Regions from separate parts of the Hordeum vulgare genome. Here region 2 is linked to region 1. The links are chromatin contacts, called in public Hi-C maps. All regions are on one chromosome and are shown on one strand. Each heading gives the region's core, a stretch centred on a gene start, on an enhancer-like site or on the middle of the called end of the contact. The rest is flanking DNA. Distances are from core to core; before and after follow the strand shown.

The links. Hi-C and Micro-C count contacts between places; a contact is called where the count stands out from the background.
Region 2: a Hi-C map of seedling shows a contact between it and region 1, with 3 times the contacts expected there. The contact joins the promoter of LOC123426958 here to the promoter of LOC123426956 in region 1. A contact is called at or near these places in 3 of 6 Hi-C or Micro-C datasets (leaf and seedling).

What each region holds. Positions count from the first base shown.
Region 1 is chr2H:517,451,313-517,458,021 of MorexV3_pseudomolecules_assembly, reverse strand. It overlaps LOC123426956 (probable inactive ATP-dependent zinc metalloprotease FTSHI 3, chloroplastic), which reads left to right and starts at 3,839. Exons shown (of 5, transcript XM_045110877.1): 1 at 3,839-4,977; 2 at 6,105-6,428; 3 at 6,509-6,709. The coding sequence starts at 4,072.
Region 2 is chr2H:517,691,218-517,697,926 of MorexV3_pseudomolecules_assembly, reverse strand. It overlaps LOC123426958 (agmatine deiminase), which reads right to left and starts at 3,787. Exons shown (of 10, transcript XM_045110879.1): 1 at 3,556-3,787; 2 at 1,094-1,207; 3 at 907-1,002; 4 at 748-832; 5 at 374-429; 6 at 200-278; 7 at 1-111. The coding sequence starts at 3,648.

The DNA of each region.
Region 1 (6,709 bases), core at 2,590-5,089:
CCTTGGTACTGCCCACCATATTTGTCCCCTCCCTACTTTTCTTCTTCTTTCTCCTCCACCCAAACGAAGGTTACAAATGTGTTACATGTGACTGGAGCCAATCCGACTTTAATGGGACCCGACATAACGAAATTATCGTCGCCAAGAGTGAGGCTTCATAGGTTGTGATGATTCCGCTTACACCCTGTTTGGATGTAGGAAAAACTAGTTCAGAATTGGAAATCTGGAATTTATGGACTAATTCCGTTGTTTGTGGTGGTTACAGAATTGGCCCATGGAAACGAATCGAATTCAAGCCGTCCACCCCGTGCGAAAAGCTTCCGAGCCTCGCACACCCGAATCGCACGGAAACGCTCTCTACCCTCACCCCTGCGTACCCCTTCGCTCACATGCGGGGCCCGAAGCCCTCCCGCCGCCGCCGCCGCCATCCGACCACCTTCGTCGCCGCCGCATCCGGCCACTTTCGCCCCCCCAACACGCCACCTCCGCCCCCGCATCCGGCGACCTCTGCCGCCGCCGCATCCTGCCACCTCCGTCCCCGCATCCGTCCACCTCCGCCCCCGCGTCCGGCTGCTCCACCCCGAGCCGCCACGTTGCTCCGTCCCGAGCCTCGAGCAAGACCCGAAGCCCCGCCGCCTAGGGTTCGCCCGCCGCCATCCGGCCAACTTCGCCCCCGCATCTAGCTGCTCCGTCAGCGATTCCATGGTTGGCACATCCAAACATGATTTGGAATTAGGTGCTAGCCTTTGATTCCAACAACAAATACCAAGCACATCCCAACAACAAAATTTGAATAGAAGGCCATTTCCTTTCCATCTTGGATTTGGTATTCCAGTCCAATTCAATTTCAAGCCAATTTTTCCTACATCCAAACAAGGGGTTGGTGAGTTTTGGGCGACCAATGTGGATTCCTTGCATATGTACGAAAAAGTGCTTATAGTTATAAGTATGTTTGAAATGTTGTAATATTTGTTAACATGTTTTTGACACCGCAAAGAAAACCTATCACAATGCTTTGTAAACTTATAAATAAATGTTACGTGCGGGGTTTTACGTTGCAATGATTGAATTGAGCTACTTTCACACTTAAGTGAAATCCAACAATCAAGGGAGGTGGTCGATCCACGATTCGTCGATCAGCTAACATAAAAAAAACACAGACACACACAGGTGATAGAGACCTCCGTGCCAGGCCGTGGTTAGTCCAATCACAAACACAGACATTTTAATCAATTCTCTTGTTTGGGAGATAGATCGGAATACCCTATCTACTGCTAATAGCGCCATACCCTTATTTTCTAAATCTTCAAAAAAAATATTTTAGAGTTTCATTTTTTTTCAAAAAATCAGGGTAAATTTACACATATTCATGCCGAATCTGGAAATTTTCGTTCAAAAATATTATGATTTGCATGGTGTGCAAAAAAGACAAAATTTAGGCCCAACAACAAAAACAATTTGGCCCATTTTTATTTACATATTTGTTTTTTTTGTGTACGTCACATATTACAGTATATTGTTCTAAAACTTTTTTTTTGCATCGATGTTGTTCTAAAACTTTTCTCAGACGTGTTAAACATGCATTTGTGTACCTACATTTTTTCAAATCTTTTTGCGCCATATAAGTACGTTTTTTTAAAAGCGAGCTCACTGGAGCCCGGCCTTCATTGGTCATTTGCTCAATATTAGGCTTTTCTACCCTCGAGCGTCTTTATAATGGGCTAGCCAATTGCAAGACTTAGGACATAACAGACTTCGTTTATTACAAGCTTCTCGAAGCATTTAGGATTTTTTTCCCTTTACATGTTTTCTTGCTTTAACTTTCATGAACGTTTTCTTAAATAAGTTGTTTTTTCGAATGGATGAAGTTTTTAAAAATTCAAGAATCGTTTTAAAATTAATGAAATTTTTTCCACAAGAAAAATCATAAATATTTTGTAAATCTTTGAACTTTTTCAAACTAGTGTATTTTTTATTTTCATTTTCATTTACCTATATTCCATGAATTGTTTTCAAATCCTTAAGTTTTTTCAAACCTTCTTCAAATTTGTGCGTTTTTTCAAATTCATGAACAATTAGAAAATTCACAAACTCTTTTTTGAATTCGCGAACAAGTTTCATACTCCTAAACTTTTCCAAATATGTGATTATTCTTTTGAATTCGCGAAATTTGTTTTACACACAATTTAAAAAATATATTGAAAAACCGTTAGTTGTTCTTTTAGACAAGTAGTAGTTGCTGCTCTTTCAAAGTAATAAATGTGGCCTAAAACTACGGGAACAACTTGTTACCGAGCGCTCCCTCGGAAGCCTTTCAGCGATCACTCCCGCGCGCCGCCACTTGGCGCGTTTCTACCCGCCGCCACGTGTCGCGTTCAGAGTGTTCCCTTTGGATTTTATTTTTATTTTTCGCACGCGTTTTCGTCTTTTTTGAATGTTTTTTTCATTTTTTTTGGTATTACGGGTTTTCACCGATCTTTCGTAACCTTTGGATGGAAAAACGCGAAAAAAGTGTTTTCTTCTCTTTTACGCGAAAAACTCGTTTTCTGTTTTTTTTGCGAGAGACACGATTTTGCTTCCGCAAGAGGCACGCCTGTGCCTTTCAGAAAGGAAAAAAAAAACACGTTTTTTGATATTTTTTTTTGAAAGAGCCACAATTTTGCTTCCGCGAAAGGCGCGTTTTTGCCTTCACGAGAGGCACGCCCGTTGCGGTGCCTTCTTTTTCTTTTCTGTTTCTTCATTGGTTGTGTTCGGTTTTCTGTTGTTCTTTGTTTTCACCGGTTTTCTTAGTTTCTTTCATGGTTGGCACTCATTTTTTCTTTCTTTTTATTCGTTTTACGTTGTTTTTTGCTCCGTTTCACTGTTTCTTCTTTTTTCTCATTTTTTTGTTTCTTCCTTGATTTTCAGCGGTTTTGCACTTTTTTTGTTTCATTATCGGTTTTCATTCTTTTGCATTGATTTTATGATATTTTTATTTTGAATTTTTATTGGTTTACTTTGTTGATTTTTATCGATTTCCTTTTGTTCAACACATGTCAACTGTTTTTAGAACACGTACAACTTTTTTTGTAGATATCATAAACATATTTTATATACATATTAAATATTTTTGAAATAGAAGATTTACATTTTAAACTAATATTGTTGATGTCTACTTTTTTCATACATGTTTTATATTTGTTGTATATATTTAATACATATTTATGTTTTTCAAATACAATATTTACTTTTTTGAATACAAAGTCAACATTTTTCAATACACATTGAATTTTTTTAATGACAATAAGCGTTTGTCACACATAATGCACATTTTTCACATGCATCAGGAACATTTTATATACTTTTTTAACATTTTACTAAAAATATATCTGAAAAAATATGTTTTTTGATGTATAATTTTATTTAATTTACGTTGGACATTTTTTATATACACCAAGAGTATTTGTTATACACTTGACGATTTTTAAAATACATGATTGGTATTGTTTTTCATTCACATTGTATTTTTTGTATACGTGACACATATTCTCTCTATAATCATTTAAATTTATCAAATGCTTGATTAAATTTTGAAGATACTTTATTTACAATTTTTTGAATACATGTTCAACTTATGTCATACATATTGTATATTTTTCATATACAAAAGAAATATTTTTTATATGCACATTTAATATTTATCTAATGCTTGATTAACATTTTTGAAAATGTTTTATGCAAAGTTTTTCTTGCAATATACATATTTAGAATATTTGAAAGTATAATAGACAAAAATAGAAAAGAAACAGAGAAAAGGAGGGCTCTGTCCAACCTCATCCGGACTGGATCCATAACAAGCAGAGCAGTAGATAGAAAGCCCACGACCAGCAATTTCCCGGATAAAAATAAATAAATCTGTTCGGCTATGGTCCTCTCCGTCTCCGTCCACGAATCATCACCAGGCCAAGCCGGCAACACGCCACTTCTTCTGGGAGAGGAATTCCCTCGAACACCCCGTGCGCGCATCCCGCGCGACCTCTGTCCGATCGAATGGCGGTAACGAACTGAGCTAGGAGGGAGTACGTGGCTCCAATGGCGTCCCTTCCCCCCTTATCCGCTGCCGCCGCCTCTCTCCTGCGGCACCACGTCTGCTTCAGCCACCCCACTTCTTCCCGGAGCTGCTTCGCCGAGAGCGAGAGCTATGGATGCTGCGGCGGAGTGCCTAACGCCGGGCGCTGCACGAGGCTGCGGCTGCGGCGGAGGAGCCCGGTACGTGCCAAGGTCGGCGAGGTGGAGAAGGACAAGGGCGCCGATTTGGGGCTCCGCACGGACCAGCCCAAGAGCCTGCGGCGGCGCCTGCGGCTCAGGCCGCGGCTGCGGGTGCTGCGGTGGCGTCTCCTGCGGCTTCTGTCGCCGCGGGAGCTCGCCGGCGACGCCGTGGCGGCGTTGCGGCGGGCCATCCGTCGCGTGCCGCCGCCTGCGGTCGCGTCGGTCGTCCTGGGGGCCCTCCTGCTCGCCGCGCGGCTCACGCTGCCCAAAAACCCGGCCCAGGAGGTGGCCTACGCGGACCTCCTGGCGGGGCTGCGCGCGGGCGCCGTGACCGCCGTCGCGTTCGAGGAGGACTCGCGCCGCATCTACTTCAGCAAGGCCGAGGACGCCGGCAGCGGCGAGGACGAGCGCGAGACCGGCAGGGGCGCCGCCGTGCCGAAGTGGCCGTACTACGCGAGGAGGGTGCCGCACGACGAGGGCTTCCTGCTAGGGCTGATGCGGGAGGGCGGGGTGGACTACCGGTCTGCTCCACGGCCGGCGGGGAGGCTGCTGGTGGACATGCTGACCACGCTGCTCACGCTGTGGTTCTCATTGCTGCCGATGATGTGGTTCTTGCAGAGGCAGATGTCGTCTGGGGGCAACGCGGACAAGCGCCGCCGGCCCAGGAAGCAGCAGGTGGGGTTTGACGATGTCCAGGGCGTGGATGAAGCCAAGGAGGAGCTTGTCGAGGTGAATATGGCCTCTCTACTTGATTGTTTTCTGTGATGTTGATGACATTCTCACGAGTAGACAATAGACAGAGTGCATTGACATAGCAATTCAGCAAAATGCCAATCAAGTTTAAGAAAGGAATTAACAAAAATTACACCCATATAACAAGCCCCACCCACACATGGATCTTAGAACGAGGTCTTGCTAATCTTGTTGATTCTCATTTATAGAAATCCAGGTGGACCGAGAGTTCACAATTGCATATGTCAATCACAAATGGTATTATTCTTGCCAGATAAACTTTCCCTGACTTGTGGCAATCTATTGAAACTGCAAATACTAAGGGTATGAGGAGGAACTTTGGAAAATAAGAAATGTCACAAGTAAGATCATGCAATGGCACTTAAGCCTGCTTGCCTTATTGACTTGTTGCTGGACTACAATGTGGTTCCTGTAGGAAATCGTATGTTTGCTCCCTTTTATTTGACAAAGCCTTGTTTCAAGAAAAATGGCACGAGCATGTCTGGAATATGAATACATCATTAAATGTTTAGCAAAACGAACTGCAGGATATGGTACATATGTACACCTGACGACCACGAGAAAAAATCTGTGTCTGACTATGCCATTCGACCCGTTCGTGCGTAAGAAAAAAAATCCAGAAGGAAAACCATGCCATGGCACGTTACGTGTACCCAACACCCGGGACATCTAGATGCAGATTTGGAACCTTGAGGGTACCCCCTGACCCTCCTCAGTTCAACTAAATGAACTAAACTTTCAGAATTTACATCACTTTTGAAAATTTAGTTCATTTGGTTGAACTAAGAGCCGGAGGGTGCCCTAAAGGTTCCAAATTTGCATTCCTACAGGGACACACCTCTTCGATATTTTAAAGGGGTAAAAAACAGCAAAACTGATGCTAAATGGAGTAACCCGGATGAAAATCTGCTGACTGGAGTAATTTGTATCTATGGATTCTGTGGTATTGACTGCTGAAGCTTTTTGATGCTAGGAATTATATTTGTTTTAGCCGATGTCTTGTTTTTAGTTCTTCATGCGGGAGTTAGTTATGTACTTCTATTGACTTCATATCAATACAAGGCTCATAAACTGTTATACACTATGATAATTTCTTAATGTAGATAGTGAGCTGTTTGCGTGGTTCACTGAACTACAAGAAGCTAGGAGCGAGATTACCCAGGGGTGTTCTGCTTGCTGGCCCTCCTGGAACCGGGAAAACTTTGCTGGCGAAGGCAGTTGCAGGAGAGGCTGGAATTCCATTCTTCTCTGTTTCTGCAAGTGAATTTGTTGAAATGTTTGTTGGAAGAGGAGCAGCCCGTGTAAGGGATTTGTTCAAGGAAGCCAAAGAAGCTGCTCCGTCAATCATTTTTATTGACGAACTTGATGCTGTTGGTGGAAGCAGAGGTAGAAGTTTTAATGATGAGAGGGACCAAACCCTAAATCAGGTGTGATTTAGCTCTCTTACTACGTTCTATTTTCTTTGTGAAATCTTATTAACTGACGAACATATTATTTCTTTGTCTAGCTGCTTACAGAAATGGATGGTTTTGACTCGGACGTGAAAGTTATTGTCATGGCTGCTACTAATAGACCTAAGGCTCTGGATTCTGCTCTTTGTCGGCCTGGTCGCTTCTCAAGAAAGGTTTTTGTTGGTGTGCCTGATTTGGAGGGCCGCAGAAAGATTTTGGCTGTTCATCTCAGAAAAGTTCCTTTAGAAGAGGATTCC
Region 2 (6,709 bases), core at 2,538-5,037, 240 kb before region 1:
TGATCTTCGTGACTCCAAGAAAATCCTTCAGCTCATTCTCTATCTCTAGTTTAGTCATGTGAGGGTTCCTGTTAGGATTCAGCAAGCACTCTTCTGTTGTAATGCATGTACCTTTTGCAAAATGTGACAGAATCGTTAGCAAAACACCAGACAGGCTGAATCCATTTGTTCATCAACAGCAATATGACAGATCAACCACCTTCTCCATCTACATGAATGCTTCCACCCTCGAGAACCATTGTGTGTGCAAACCAAGGGATCCTCTCAATCTCGACTATCTGAAAATTAGCACAAAAAAATGGAAGAAATTTAAGCACAAAAAGAAACCAACAAAAGATATCAGTTCGTTCTAAAATAGGATTTCACTCTTTACCTTCCTGGCAATGCTTCTGTCAAGACTCCAATCATCAAAGCAACCACCACCTAGTCCTGCAGGACAGCAGAATCAGAACTTGCTAAATCATCGTGCGGAGAAGGTGACATTGACTAGAGAAGTCATGAAAGTCTTGCTAAAAAAAATACTTGTGCTTCTATGTTTTAATAGTGCAAACCAGGCCGTCTACAGCTTCTGTAAAAAATATGGAACCATTCTCAAGTTCCTACTAAGATATTGGCATGATTTGATAACTTCGGTTTTGCATGAACACAAATAATTACCAAAGAAAAGAGTTAAACTAGACGAACAAAAATAGCCACTAAGAAAACACTGAAAAAAGTATACATACTTTAATTTTATAAACAACATACCTCCCCATGCATTAAATTCCCAGTCAATCCCCGCTATTGTTTGCTCTGAAAGTCCTATATCTGATCCGCCTTCACGGGTAATAAACTAAAAACGAGGATAATGTTAGCCATGTAATCAGAATGGTAAAAAGGGATATAAGAAAAAATCAAGTTACGCACAGTGGGACCAGTATCACGGAACCAGGAATCATTCATGCTCATCTCGACCACCCTGATGTTTGGTTGGTGTTGCATCAGCTCGTGGACATAAGGATACTGCCAGAGACAAAAAATGTGAAACTGAATACCGTTGAATTGCACATGATCATGCAGCAGTTTATAGCATAGTTCATGTGAAGCATGTCACCTGTTTGGTACTTGCACAAATGGTGACAGGCTCAAACTTTGAAATGGCAATTGCAGTTCTCTCAAATGTTTTTCGAGCTGGCCCAGCATGCTCCCGCCAGTTGTCTGGACGCTCCTAAGATTCAAAGAAGTGGCATGTTTATTATGATGATGCACTTCAAAGTTGTTCAGGGCATATGCTGAGGAGGATACACAATATTAAAAAGAAACTACAAAGGCCTTTCAAGAAATTAACACAGCGATCTACTGGTCTTAAAACGAATGGAACATCGCCAACATTGACAATACTAAATGACAACACTGAGAATACTTCAAACAAATATCATTATTCAGTCGCAACTTGTCATCCACAAGACCTAAATGCTAATTTCAGTTGCAGCGTGCTTATATAAACCCAACAAAAATTGCATATTGTGGAAATACTTTTTAAGACAAATTTACACATGGTTCTGAAGTTTCTAATCCAGATTTTTTTTTGAAGATATTGATAATAAAATATTGAAATTTTGGCTTTATGCATGTCCAAGTCGATGGTTTTCTGGGAGGGGGTAATAGTAGTAGAATGAGAAGGAAAAGAAACGTTACTCCCTCCGACTCATATTAACTGTCGCAGCTTTAGTGTACAACTTTGTACTACAGCTTCAACAAGTAACATGGTTCCAGAGGGAGTGGTAGAGAACAAGGGGAAGGAATTGTGGTCATGTCTAGTGCTATGCGTCAACACATCTTTTGTTATTCTCTATAGGTAAAAGACAATTGATGCACATGGGGTTGGTGGTCCGTGGTTGAGTGCAAATAAAACATACTACGTACTGACCCGGTTCCAAGATTCCACTAGAGTTTAGGAATCTTGGTAGGGGGTCCAATAATTCAACTTTGTAACTGCTTCTGATGGCTGATGGCAAGCGCACATAGTTGGTTCAAATAAACCAGACCGGTCTCTGGTTTGTCCCACACTGTGACACAGGACCAGCATGCCAGCTGCACACCTACTAGCACCTGTTGTCATATTTACTCCCTCCGTACCTAAATATAAGTCTTTTAAGATATTTTACTAGGTGTCTACATACGAAGCAAAATGAGTGAATCTATACTCTAAAGTATGTCTATATACATCCGTATGTGGTCCATTAGTGAAACTCCTAGAAAGACTTATATTTAGAAACGGAGGGAGTATTTGTTAGTAGAAGTATGACAACAGGTGCTAGTACGTGGGCAGCGATATGTATTTGTTACTAGAAGTATTTGCTTATTCAACAGCGTCACGCGGTCACAAATCTCGGTGGATACGCAAACAAGTGCACGCGGAGAAACGCCACCGCGCCATCAGGAGCACGCGCACGGATACCTCGCCCCGCCAACGAACGGGGTGCGGCTGAGCCAGACATCCAAATATTTCTCTAACTGGAGATAAGGCACGTCATGGAACTAGATACTGAGATATCTGTGCCACATGACTCGAACAGAGACGCATACACAGATGTAGAATTGCGTGGCAGAAAGACAACAAGCGGGAGGAATTGTTGTTATTTTTATAGGTAAAAGAGTTAAAAGCACTTTATATATACTCTCTCCCCGTTCCTAAATATAAGCTTTTTTAAAGGTTTTACTAAAAGACAACATACGAATATATATAAACATATATTAAAGTGGTTTTACTAAAAGACAACATACGAATATATATAAACATATATTAAAGTGTAAATTCACTTATTTTGCTCCGTCCCTGGTAAAATCTCTGAAGAGACGTATAAACCTCTCGCCACTGTCTTTTATTCTGAAGGAGGAACATGATTCGTTGGAATAGTTTACCTGACCACCGAAAGGGGATGGACGCACTTGACTTGGGGTTGGTGGTTGAGTACAAACAAAACATAGTACGAGTACTATTATACAGGTAGAGCACTGACGACCCGGTTCCAAGATTCACTGGAGAAGGAATCTTGAGAGGGGGTCCAATAATTCAACTTGGCAACTGGTGCTGCCATGCCAAGCACACGTAATTGGTTGAAACAAAACGGACCACTGTTCGGTTCGCCTACTAAACACAGCGATACGGGACCCACACGTCAGCGACAAGTATGACAAAACAGTTGCGTAGTACGAGTAGATGGGCAGGCGTATTTGTTTGTCAAGGCAGGAGTGGTGTTTCTTTCTTCTTTTTTGCTTGTTCAATTCAACAACGCCACGCGGGGACAAATCTCGGCGCACCCCGCAAACAGGTGGACGGCGAGAGACGGCATCGTCTCAGGGACTAACAGCAGAAGCTGCGCCATGCCGAAGCCGAACAAACCTCGCCGGGCCAACGAGCGGCCGCGGCCAAACATTTCCCCCGACCACTAAACGGAGCGGTTCGATCGGAATCAGGCGATCGCAGAAAAAAGATGGGCGGAAACGAAGAACACGACTGGCGAGACGAGATGGGGCGAGGGAGGGAGGAAGAGGAGGAGGGGGAGGACTTACGGGCCAGCCCATCCAGCACTGCTCGTGCGGCTCCCACTCGGCGGGCATCCGGAAGCCCATCTTCGCCGGGCACCCCGCCATGGCCTTCACCATCCTCCCCTCGGCTCGGCTCTCGCCGAACCTGGATTGGTTGGATCCTCCGCCGCGCTGATCTGAGGGAATCCGGGGATGGAGAATGGAATACTGCTGGTACTGTGGAGGAGAGCCTCCCGGGCCTCGACGCGACGTCTGCTTTATGTAGGACGTGGGGGTGGGGGAGGGAGGGGAAAGGGAAGGGTGGGGGTGTGGAAAGATCGTGAGGCGGTCCGGGCGGGCGGGTCAGGGGCGTGTGCTGCTGCTAGAGGCTGGGCCCACGCGACGGGCTTTGCGCCGCACGGTGCCCAAGTGTCTAGCGCCCAGTGGCTACTGATGCGTGGGCCCGCCGCTACCGGCCAGGGCATGGGAATGCAAATATTCCTCGGAATCCTGAGTGCCTTTTTCGGTAGGGCGCTCGAGCGCGGGGCCCGGGTACCTTGTGGGCCCACCGTCGGTGGTGCTTGTTTAAGAGCATCTTTAGACCTTGTTTGGTTCCAATAAGTCAGGTGACTTATAAGTCAGGTGATTTAAAACTAGTGACTTATAAGTCACCCCTGTTTGGTTGTCACCTGACTTATAAGTCACCTGACCATACCTTTTTATTCTGTTTTTTTTTCCGCCATTCTTCTATTCCCGCCATTTCATTTTACAAATCCATTTCAAATATGCGTACAAATACAAATACAAATCCATTTCAAATATGCGTACAAATACAAATACAAATACAAATACAAATCCATTTCAAATATGCCTACAAATACAAATCACTAACAAATACAAATTACATTGTTCGACACTAGAACAAATACCAATTACTGCCTACTATGCAGTCCTTCCGCTATCCAATCACGAAAAACGTTCATGTTATGATCATGTTGATTGTTTGGGCGGTTCCCGTCACTAATCTCGCGAATGACTAATTTTAAAAAGAGTTCTAGCCTTGGTTCATTCCATTTAGCATGATCAAAGCCACGCTGTCATGCATTGCAACTCGATTACAAAACGATACCATGTGATACTTTGCAATTGTGAAACACATGAGCACTCAAATGTTACCTCATCCGAGTCGTCTTCTTCCTCGTCGGAGTTCTGGAGCATGTTGAAGTTGGTACAGTAGAAGCCTTCCTCGTCGTCGTCCAGGTCAATGTGGCCTCCGGTCTGAGCGCTTGCGGCATTGGTCAGGGACCTGCCGCGCTTGACTACACCACCACCGCGACCAGCCCCTGACCTTGCTGGACGAGGAGGCATGCCGGCGCTGGATGAGGTTCCTCGGCCACCTACGCCTCGGCCCGCACCTCGACCGCGTCCAGCCGTGGCCACCACATGCTTGCCGCTGCGTCGATGGGGAGGGGCCTCCTGGGGCTGCAGAACATGCTGATACTCCGACAGTGTAGGAAACGCCGCCGCCTCGGAGTTCAGGTCCAGTCCCCCCGGCGCTGGCGGATCGAGGAAGGTCGGGGCCGCACCTAGGCCTCCAGTCGCCGCGCCCAGACCTCCAGTCCCCGCCGCGCCCATGCCTCCAATCGCCGCGCCCAGGCCACCCACGCGCGGAGAGAAGCCTCCAGCCGCCGGAGCACGAAACGGAGCAGCAGCCGCACGAATCGGTGGGGAGTAGTTGCCGACCTGGGAGCCGTCAGCAAACAAGTCCTCTTCCTCGTCGGCGCCTTGGGAATCTTGGAAAAGGGCGGCGAAGCTCCTACCGGCCATGGTGGAAACCGGGCGGCGAGCGGAGTAGGCGAGCGGATCCGGGCGGAGGCGAGCGGATCCGGCCGGGGCGAGCTCACGATGGAGGGCGGCGGCGGCGAGCTCGCGATGGAGGGCGGCGGCGGCGAGCTCGCGATGGAGGCTGGGGTGCGCGGTGCCTAGGACGATGGGGAGGCGTGGGGTGCGCGGTGGGACGATGGGGAGGCGTGGTCACGGGTGGGCTGGCTGAAAAAGTGGTGGGACCCACCCAAAAGTAAGTGACTAATAAGTTTTAAGTTGGGGTGGAGCAACTTATGACTTATAAGTTGGGATGACTTATAAGTTGGACCTGTTTGGCAAAATAAGTCACCTTTTGCACTTTTTAACTTATAAGTTGGTGACTTATTTGGAACCAAACAGGGCCTTAATAGTTTGTATGTTCAACTAGTTGAATGCCCGTGCGTCGTCAGGGCTTAATATGTAGATGATAAAGACGTTAGTAAAATAACAGTTTAAGCAATGCATGCATCCACTTTACTTGCACCGAATATCGATGTTCTTCCCTATCTTACATTTTAAAAAAAATTGGTCCCGGTACTTTTAACATGCAAAGTGTCCACATCAACGTCCCATAAAGCAATGCGTTTAAGTCTTTTCTTCCACTAAGCCATGCAAAATCTACGACATTACCGAGTCATGCATTCCACTTAAAATTACAATTACAATAGTCTACGCATGTAACACCGTCACATCATATATTCATGTTAGCCATCCTTTATATTTTTATTCAGAATGCCATTTTAACTCCAATTCAAAAGTTTTTATTCCATTCTTGGACACTTTATTTTATTGATTTCCAAGCTTATACTTTATTTTTCATTAGATTTAGTTATTGTTAGAAACTACTTACGTATTTCGTAACAAAGCTACCGCAACAACGACTGGGGAGAAAGTTATCCTCACTGCTATATTTATGTTGACATGCAGACATGCCAACTCAGCTATCATGCATATCAGCAAGCATGCAATTGAACTGCTAAATTTTCCTGCTCTACCGTGATGTCGTGTCATCACTTTTTTTTTCATTTTTTTCTTTGCTTCAGTTTACTAACCGTGAGTCAATTATCTCCTCCATGCAAAAAATAAGCAGCACAAATGGTTGCCTGTTCACATCCCCACTATCTTATTGATATTCAACTTCTCCACGAAACATGTCTAGGAGTAACACCTCAAGGCATCACTTCATTTCCTCATAACATGTTCTTCTCACATGAGTTTTGATAATAAATAGCAATGACCTCATCATCTGACGAGATTCATGATTTTTTTCCTTCCCTTGCTCGATATCTTCCGCAGAACCCAGACCAATGTGGGTAATGTACGTTTGCACATACAT